Regions from separate parts of the Danio rerio genome. Here region 1 is linked to region 2. Evidence: chromatin contacts called from public HiCAR-type data. All regions are on one chromosome and are shown on one strand. The core of a region is the stretch at or near the end of the contact, and the rest is flanking DNA. Distances in the headings are between cores, read along the strand shown.

Region 1 (3,903 bases), core at 347-2,846, 140 kb before region 2:
AATAAACCACAAGCATTGTACTGTGTAGTAGGTCATGATAATGAGAAACATTTTCCTAATAACTTATGACATGCTAATAATTTATTGTAGCTATGACTTTCAGAGTCAGAAAATATACAGTTTGTACAGTATAAAAATCATTATGCCTTTGGGAACTGTGCCATCAATGAAGAAATAGTCAAACAAGTTTATTTGTGAGTTAAAAAAGCCAGAGCCTAGCAAGAGATTACCTTGTAATAATTATTTGTGCAATGCTAGTAATAATTTCCTAATATTATGACTTGCAGAATAATAACTAATAATCAATCCATGATCAAATAACACCATCGTAATCAGCATTTCATGAGAAGAAGATGCTTTCTTGAAACAATGGCTTGTTTCTGACAATAGTTACCCATAATAATGAGTCACCTTCTCATGATAAGGGATAGGATTTCAATAATAACCACAGACCTTGAGATTGTTTCTCATAATAAAGAGGAAATTTTGTCATAATTTCTTATTATGGAAACCTAATCCATTATTAAGAGAAACTTTGTCAACATGACATCGTTTCTCATAATAAATGGATATGACTTGGTTTATCAAAATAAGACTTTCTTACAATCATAGTCATACTGAAAAAGTCATATATGACTCAGAGATAACGGCAAATAACCACGTCATAGGAGTTACAAGAAAGTGTCTCAAACTATCCTAATCTATTATTTATAACAAGAAAATTTCACACTGAGATATGAGAATGTATCTCATCATAGTGACTCAGAATAATAATAATGAGGCAGAAATGGGCCTTCGTATATTTTCATAAGTCATTCAGGCAGTTTAACAAACCTTGGAAATGAAGATTTTAACCATTGTTTATAAAACAAAATATCCACTGTGGTCAGCAAATAATCATTTACTCACCCTTGTTCAAAACTGACTTCCATAGTATATGTTCTTCCTACTATGGATGTCAATGTTTACTGGATTCTAACATTCTTCAAAATATCTTGTTCTTGTTCAACAGAAGAAAGAAACTTAATTTGGGACTACTTGATGGAGAGTAATTAGTGAGAACAATATGCCTTTAAACAGATAGAAACAAATTATGGATAATTTATTTATGATTTTGTGCTTATTATGGCATCTGTGGTAATGTTAAGTAACGTTATATTGTATCTTGACCAAAATTATGGTTACAGGAAAGTATTGGTAACCTTTATCCACTGCCTTCCTTGCAATGTTATTAAGAGGATAGTTCACCAAAACAAGAAGAAAATTCTGTCAACATTTACTCTCACTTCTTCAAAACCTGTTTCTCTTGCTTTTTTTCTGGAAATCTGGAACCGTTGACTTTCGTGGTATTTGTTTTCCCTACTACATAGATGTTGATAAGTTTTTCAGCTTTCTTCAAAATATCTTTTGTGTTCAATAGAAGAAAAAAAAACTCGGATCATAAACACTTTAGGATAAGTAAATCTTCATTTTTAAATTAACTATCCCATACAGCGTTATCATGAAGTAAAAACGATATTTTCTGTACTTACTACTCCTCTCCTGTGGCTGGCGCTGAATCACAGCTCAAGTCGGTTTGTTTCTGTGGTTAAAGAGGAACATATACGTGGTCATATGACCGTAGAGAAGAGTGTTTACATTGTGCCTTACTGTACGCCGAAAATAAAATAGTGGTAATTAAAAAAAAAAACCTCTTCAAACCGTCAGCAAAATGACAAAGCTGGAGGTCATCAACACGTTTCTGACGGAGCGCCTAATGGCGGCGCTGAATGAAATCATGGACATGATCGGCGGGACTGTCCTGCAGTATGAGAAAGAGCTGGACAGCGTGCAAAAGGACAACGAGTATCTGAGACGGAGACTCAAAGAGATCGAGAAAATCGTCGAGTCGACTGGTACATCATCGTCTTTTTTGTAGAATATAATGCATTTCTGCCATAGACTGCGGTTTATTTACTTTTCTCACATTACCATGGAAACCATAGTTTCCGCTCACACACAATGGTGGTAACATTGAGGTAAAGTTGCTTATATATAGTCGGACTTTCTCCATAATAATATACTTTCATTAAAATATTATGTGAAAATTCTAAATAGGGAAATCGTATTAGCAGCCAATGACGTTCAAAGTAATCTTACAACATTGTTCACAGTCAGTTAAACCAGTTTCCACTCACACACCATATTTAGCGTACATCAAAGACTATTTGGTTGCATTGAGGTCAAGTTGTTTATATACATTCGGACTTTCTCCACAATAAAATAATATCAGAGAAGTATTATTTGAAAGTTGTAAACAGTACATTCATATTAGCAGTCAATGACGTTCAAAGTAACGTTACAACATTGTTAACATTCAATTAAACAGTACTAATGTTGTTTTGAAGTCATAATTGCATGCGATTTCAGACCAAATATTTAAAGCAACTAGGGTGGTCAACAATATAACGGTAGAAACCGTTAAAATGAACTAACATGTGAAAATAAACCCAACTTTACCTCAATCATGGTTATCCATCGATATACACGACGGTTACCCACATAAATACAATTGTTATAGTGTAAATACCACCGTGGCTTTGAAGTTTTAAGTTTACTATAGTATAGTGTATTATTATTTATATTTTTAGCATGCCAACTGTAAAATAGTTTTAGTGTAAAATAATAAAGTAGTATTAACTATGTAGAATTGTTGAACTGTAATATTTACTGTGATATAAGTTTTTACTACTGTAAACTTTGATGTGCGTTATTGTAGCATAATATATAGTATATTATATATATAGTAGTATAGTATATATGGTATATTATTATTTGGTAGTATAGCATATATGGTATATTATGTGGTAGTATAGTGTATGGTATATTATATATAGTAGTATAGTGTTATATATAGTAGTATAGTATATGGTTTATTATATATAGTAGTATAGTATATGTGGTATATTACGTAGTAGTATAGTATATATAGTATATTATATATAGTAGTATATTATATATGGTATAGTATATTTAGTAGTACAGTATTGGGTAATTTGTTGTATTACCACAGGAACTATAGAACAGCCTTAATGAAAGTTAATAGAAAAGCACTTTTAATGAAAGCGCTTTACTATAGTATGGTTTAATATCACAATAATACTATAAGTTACTACAGATTTTTTTTTGTTGGCACAGAAAAAAGAATCAGCCACCTATAACATAAAAACAATGCACTGATGACAAGACTTTTATTTGTGCAATATGACTCTTATTAATTTGTTCTGATGCAATATGTCCTTAAACCATTTCTATTGCTTTTTATTCCTCAGGAGGTTATTAACTACTACTATTTTTTCTAGAAAGAATTATATGTGAATGTTGATTCTGTTTTTTGTTGTAAGAGCAGTTATTGAGGTTGATTTACAATCTAATACATTAAAATATTGGTATTTATAAATAGTATTTAATAATAATATTGAAATTGCCTCTGACGTTTATTTTAAATAACATATATTAAGATATTTGTAGTCTAAATCATTTACACTGGAGCATTTTTTAATTCAAATTTTAATGAAATCTTTTTAAACTTGGGCATGCTTTAAAGCTGATATATTTGAAAATGCATTAGTTTTAGTTAAGACTTGAAAGACTATTGATGAACTGACCAGATGAAATCATTATATGAAGCTGAGTCTGTAAACATCACAAACCAAGTTGTTTTGTGTTTAAAATACATCTAGTAGAGGTCTGCTTAAACAAAGTAGGGGTCACAGTGCAGGGGTCACAGTGAAAAGCCAGTTGATCACAGTTGATTAGCCTTCAAATACACAGATTAAAAAGAATTGACGTGTAGTCAGTCATTCCTGTGTCTTTAATAACTTGTCTATTTTTAGACTATATTTAGATGTCCATTAGATTTTT
Region 2 (4,134 bases), core at 1,286-3,785:
AGTTTCCAACACTTGAAACAAAATGAAAATGAATAAATATCTTGGAAAAACTACAACACTGTTACTTTTTGTATAAAACAACGTAAAGAAAGCAATAACTTGTAATAAAAATACTTGGCAGACTCAACTGTAATCAAAAAAGGAAAATAAAGAAACGAATCAAAAATAAATGACTCAATTCAACTCAAAATACAGGGTGGAATACAATATTCACACTTTCAACTATAAATCATTACACTGTTCAAGTGAATCGTTTACTGTTTACCGTTCAAAAGAATTGCTCAACTGTTCAAAAGAATCGCTCCACTGTTCAAAAGAATCGCCCCACGGTTCAAAAGATCGTCGCACTGTGTAAAAGAATCGTTTCACTGTTCAAATCAATCGTTTCGCTGTTCAAAAGATTTGTTTTGCTTTTTTCCGTACACAGTTCAATAATAAAAGATTCCGTTCAAGAGAACTGCTGATTCTCTCAGTTCAGCTCCACAGCTCGTGTTTTTCCGTTGAGAATTCAAGGAAAAGAAAGAAGAAGACAGGAGGATCGCGATGTCCAAGTCTCGTTTCTTCAAACAAAAACAAAAGAACTCTCCTACCAGTCCAATAGCTCAAACACACAGTCTAGTAGGTGAATCGGTTCCGTGGGTGGTTCGCCATACAGAAGTTTCGAGTCCAGTGTAAACCAGGGACTCGTCACAGTTGCTTCGACTCACACAAAAAAAAACCAGCCTTGCAAAACACAAGGCAAACATCAATTAATAGAATGTCTTTAACAATAAATTTCATATATACACGCTTCATATGCACATTTACTCAACATATACACACACTGATCATAACGTTCCTCAAATACCACATTTTGACACTACTTTAAATCATGTTAAAATAAAAACAATAAAAAAAACCACGAACTCACCAAGGAAATAATTCAAAATGAAAGCGAAAAACCAGGAAAACTCCAGGTGGCACTCGTGTGCAGATTTCACTCTCAGATACAAATCTTGTTTTTTCTCTCAATCCTTCATTAAAAATATATGATAGAAATCATTTCAGCATCATATTAATGGTCATTTTTCACAGTTAATACGCATTTAAAACATTAAAAGATATAAATCTAATAGTTTTCTACTGTTATTAATATAACAACTTACATCTCTGCATTCCCTTGCGAACACTGAATCACCATAGCAACGGTAAACACAAGCTAACAGACAAGAGAGATTTGTTATTGTTTGTAAAGCTGATCTGCTGCTACAGTGTAAGGCAGTAAGGCACGACGATGTCATTCTAAAGCACTACTCCCTTGAGTGCTGTATTATAAATTATTTATATATTGTAAATAAATAAATGTAGTATATATTATTTAATCGAGTATTCTGCCAATGTTTTTTCATATTTCTAAGGATATTTATATTTTTTCTATTGCTGTGTATTACCCACTAGTAACCTGGGTTATCCGGGTTACATCTGCCCATCCCTGACTACGGCCAATTTAGTTTATTTAATTAAGCTTTAGCGCATGTCTTTGTACTGTGGGGGAAACTGGAGCATCCGGAGGAAAACGACGCCAACACGGGGAGAACATGCAAACTCCTCACAGAAATGCCAATTGACCCAGTCAGGACTTGAAGCAAGTGCTAACCACTGAATCACCGTGTCGCCCCAGATGCACAATTGCTATAATAAAATAATCTGACATCAATGTATAATAACCACTAAAAGTTCTGCACCGGGTAACCCAGCATGTGGGTTAATGTGCTGATGTAGATGATAATAATGAAGATAACTCATAATGACCCTGTATTTTTATGGTTCATTATCGTCTGATTATGTTTCGTGCCCTAATGTTATAACACTGGCTATTTTTAAGGTAACATTTAGAGATATAAATTTTATAAACGTTTGCATCATTTATTAACACATGTATCCACTAGATGTAATTTATCCATCTAAAGCAGGGGTGCACAAACCTTTTCGTGTAAAGGGCCAAAATCCAAATATCATTGATAGCCATGGGTCGAAAACAAATATACCCAACTATTAAGTTGCCATGTGTAATTTTCTAATTACTTCCAGAATATTTATAAATAAAAAACATTAATTTGAATCGAATTAACTAATGCAGTATAACTTTAACGTATTGCAATAAAAACAAATCACATTTATAACAGTGTAGTTCAGTGCTGTATGCACTAGTCAAGCAGAATCTGCCCTTGCTTTGATTCACTCACCAAAGCCTCTGCATTGTTGTCTATCCGTCGGGTGACAGTGTGTACATTTTAAACTAAATACGATAAACTTAAACCATTTAAATTGAGCATTTAATTTCAGATAGCTTTTTTGTAACACATACAATGGTACATTAAATTATAATAACAATCTATAAATCATCCTCATCATTCTCCCTCTCTTCTCAGATGGGATGGTGAGCCAAATTTAAGGCCCTATTTTGGGCATCTCTGCTCTGAAGCCTGATGCTCTCCTAAGCTTCTTTCTCAATAGGGCGTTTGAAAAAAACACTCCATGTGTCCCTTCACTGTGTCCGTACGAGGCCTAGCTAGTAAGCTAACAAAATATCGGAAAGCGTAAACAAACGCTTAAAATTCGTTAATCTTTAATAAATTAATGCTTTTCGATTGTAGTTCGTGTACTAATACACAAGGTGAATCTGGAGAGAATCTCGCAGTCGTGTGTTGGAAGGTGAGATTGGCGCTTTTCTTGCTAATCTGCGTGCGCGCGGAGGGCGTGATCTGAGGTCTGTTATGCATGTGCATATCAGCTACACAAATAACACGTACAGCTAAATGCTTTGTTATTACTAGCATTATCGAAGTGCTCCGTTTTTGTTTAATGTGTTAAGTGTTGTTCAGATTTTATGGAGTGTATACACGTCCATGTTTAGCAACAAAAGTATAGTCAAAAGCTATATGTTTATCTTCTCGAGGGTTGCTTTAATTCCAGTCTTATTTATTATAATTAAATCAAAATTACTTTTTTACAGGTATAATGGCTTTAGTGTCAGCAGACACCAAAATCGCTGAGTTGCTAAATGAGTTGCATCAGCTCATAAAGCAAACCCAGGTGAGTTTGCACCAGCACTGTAGTATATGGCTTTATAAAACAATCACTTTACTCCAAAAATAGAGTTGCTATGTTTATATTGATGGTTCAGTGAATAATTTCTAACATCTGTGAAACATTTAGATGAATTGGAGGTAAAGTTGGCATATTAGCAGCCAATGACTGTCTAAGTATAACATTGTTCACAATCAAATAAATTATGCTAATGTTGTTTTCAAGTCATACTTGCATGTGATTTTCGACTGAAATTCAAAATTACCATGGTAAACAATATAGGGAGCTTGTCACTGAACCAATGTGCCAATATAAAACCAACTTTACCTTAATTTATGATGACAGGTTTTCAATATTTTAGATGCATGGTCCCTAAATCTGTTCACTCCTGTGCAAAGGACTTCCATAATCTATTTGATATGTAATTAATATTGTATTATTAATAAAAAATATCTAGAAAATACAATGTTAAAATTAGTTTTGTTTGGAGTAAAATAAAATAGTATTTGGTAAGCATTTATTTTTGTTAAGTTTTGTTAAGTTACATTATATAGGCTATAGGCTAAAATCTCCAACTTGTAGTACAGCATTTATGCATTTATTTAATTTACTTGTTTAAAATAAAAATGTATTCCTAGTAATCTAATTTGTATTTTTTTATTGCATTTAATCGCAGTTTTTTGTTTTTGTTTTTTTATGAAATCGGAGATTACTCCTTTGAATCTAAATTGAATCATTTTTGTTTTAATTCGTGTATAATTATTATTCTTTGAATCCCGTTATTCCAGTTTTTCTTTTTAAAATATTTTAATCTTATTTTAATTTTATTAATTCATTTTTTATTAATATTTCTTTTCATTTTAATTGTTCATTTATTTTTTTAACATTTGTACATTTCCATCCACCTCCTTGAATTCCCTTGTGGCCTGCTGGACCCCAGTTTAAAAATCTCCTGCTTTAGAATCTTATTCAAATGTTCTTTACACTAAGAAATCAATGGTTCTAACAGGACAGTTCACCTCAAAATTTAAATTCTGTCTTCATTTACTCGTCCTCCACTTCTTT

What was found. HiCAR-type assays count read pairs that join an accessible place to other places.
Region 1: a HiCAR-type map of caudal fin shows a contact between it and region 2, with 6 times the contacts expected there. The contact joins the promoter of LOC101882898 here to the promoter of sgf29 in region 2. A contact is called at or near these places in 3 of 18 Hi-C or Micro-C datasets (caudal fin, hematopoietic stem cells and an unstated tissue) and 1 of 4 datasets of contacts at active chromatin or transcription factors (caudal fin).

Annotation. Positions count from the first base shown.
Region 1 is chr3:14,288,644-14,292,546 of GRCz12tu, reverse strand. It overlaps LOC101882898, which reads left to right and starts at 1,596. Exons shown (of 2, transcript XM_021471374.2): 1 at 1,596-1,895. The coding sequence starts at 1,712. All of the region lies in intron 11 of doc2a (double C2-like domains, alpha), which reads right to left. The region is part of intron 1 of LOC137490042 (a long non-coding RNA gene); the gene reads left to right.
Region 2 is chr3:14,153,420-14,157,553 of GRCz12tu, reverse strand. sgf29 (SAGA complex associated factor 29) reads left to right here and starts at 2,535. Exons shown (of 10, transcript NM_001005986.1): 1 at 2,535-2,694; 2 at 2,996-3,075. All of the region lies in intron 1 of doc2a (double C2-like domains, alpha), which reads right to left. The region is part of intron 1 of LOC137490042 (a long non-coding RNA gene); the gene reads left to right.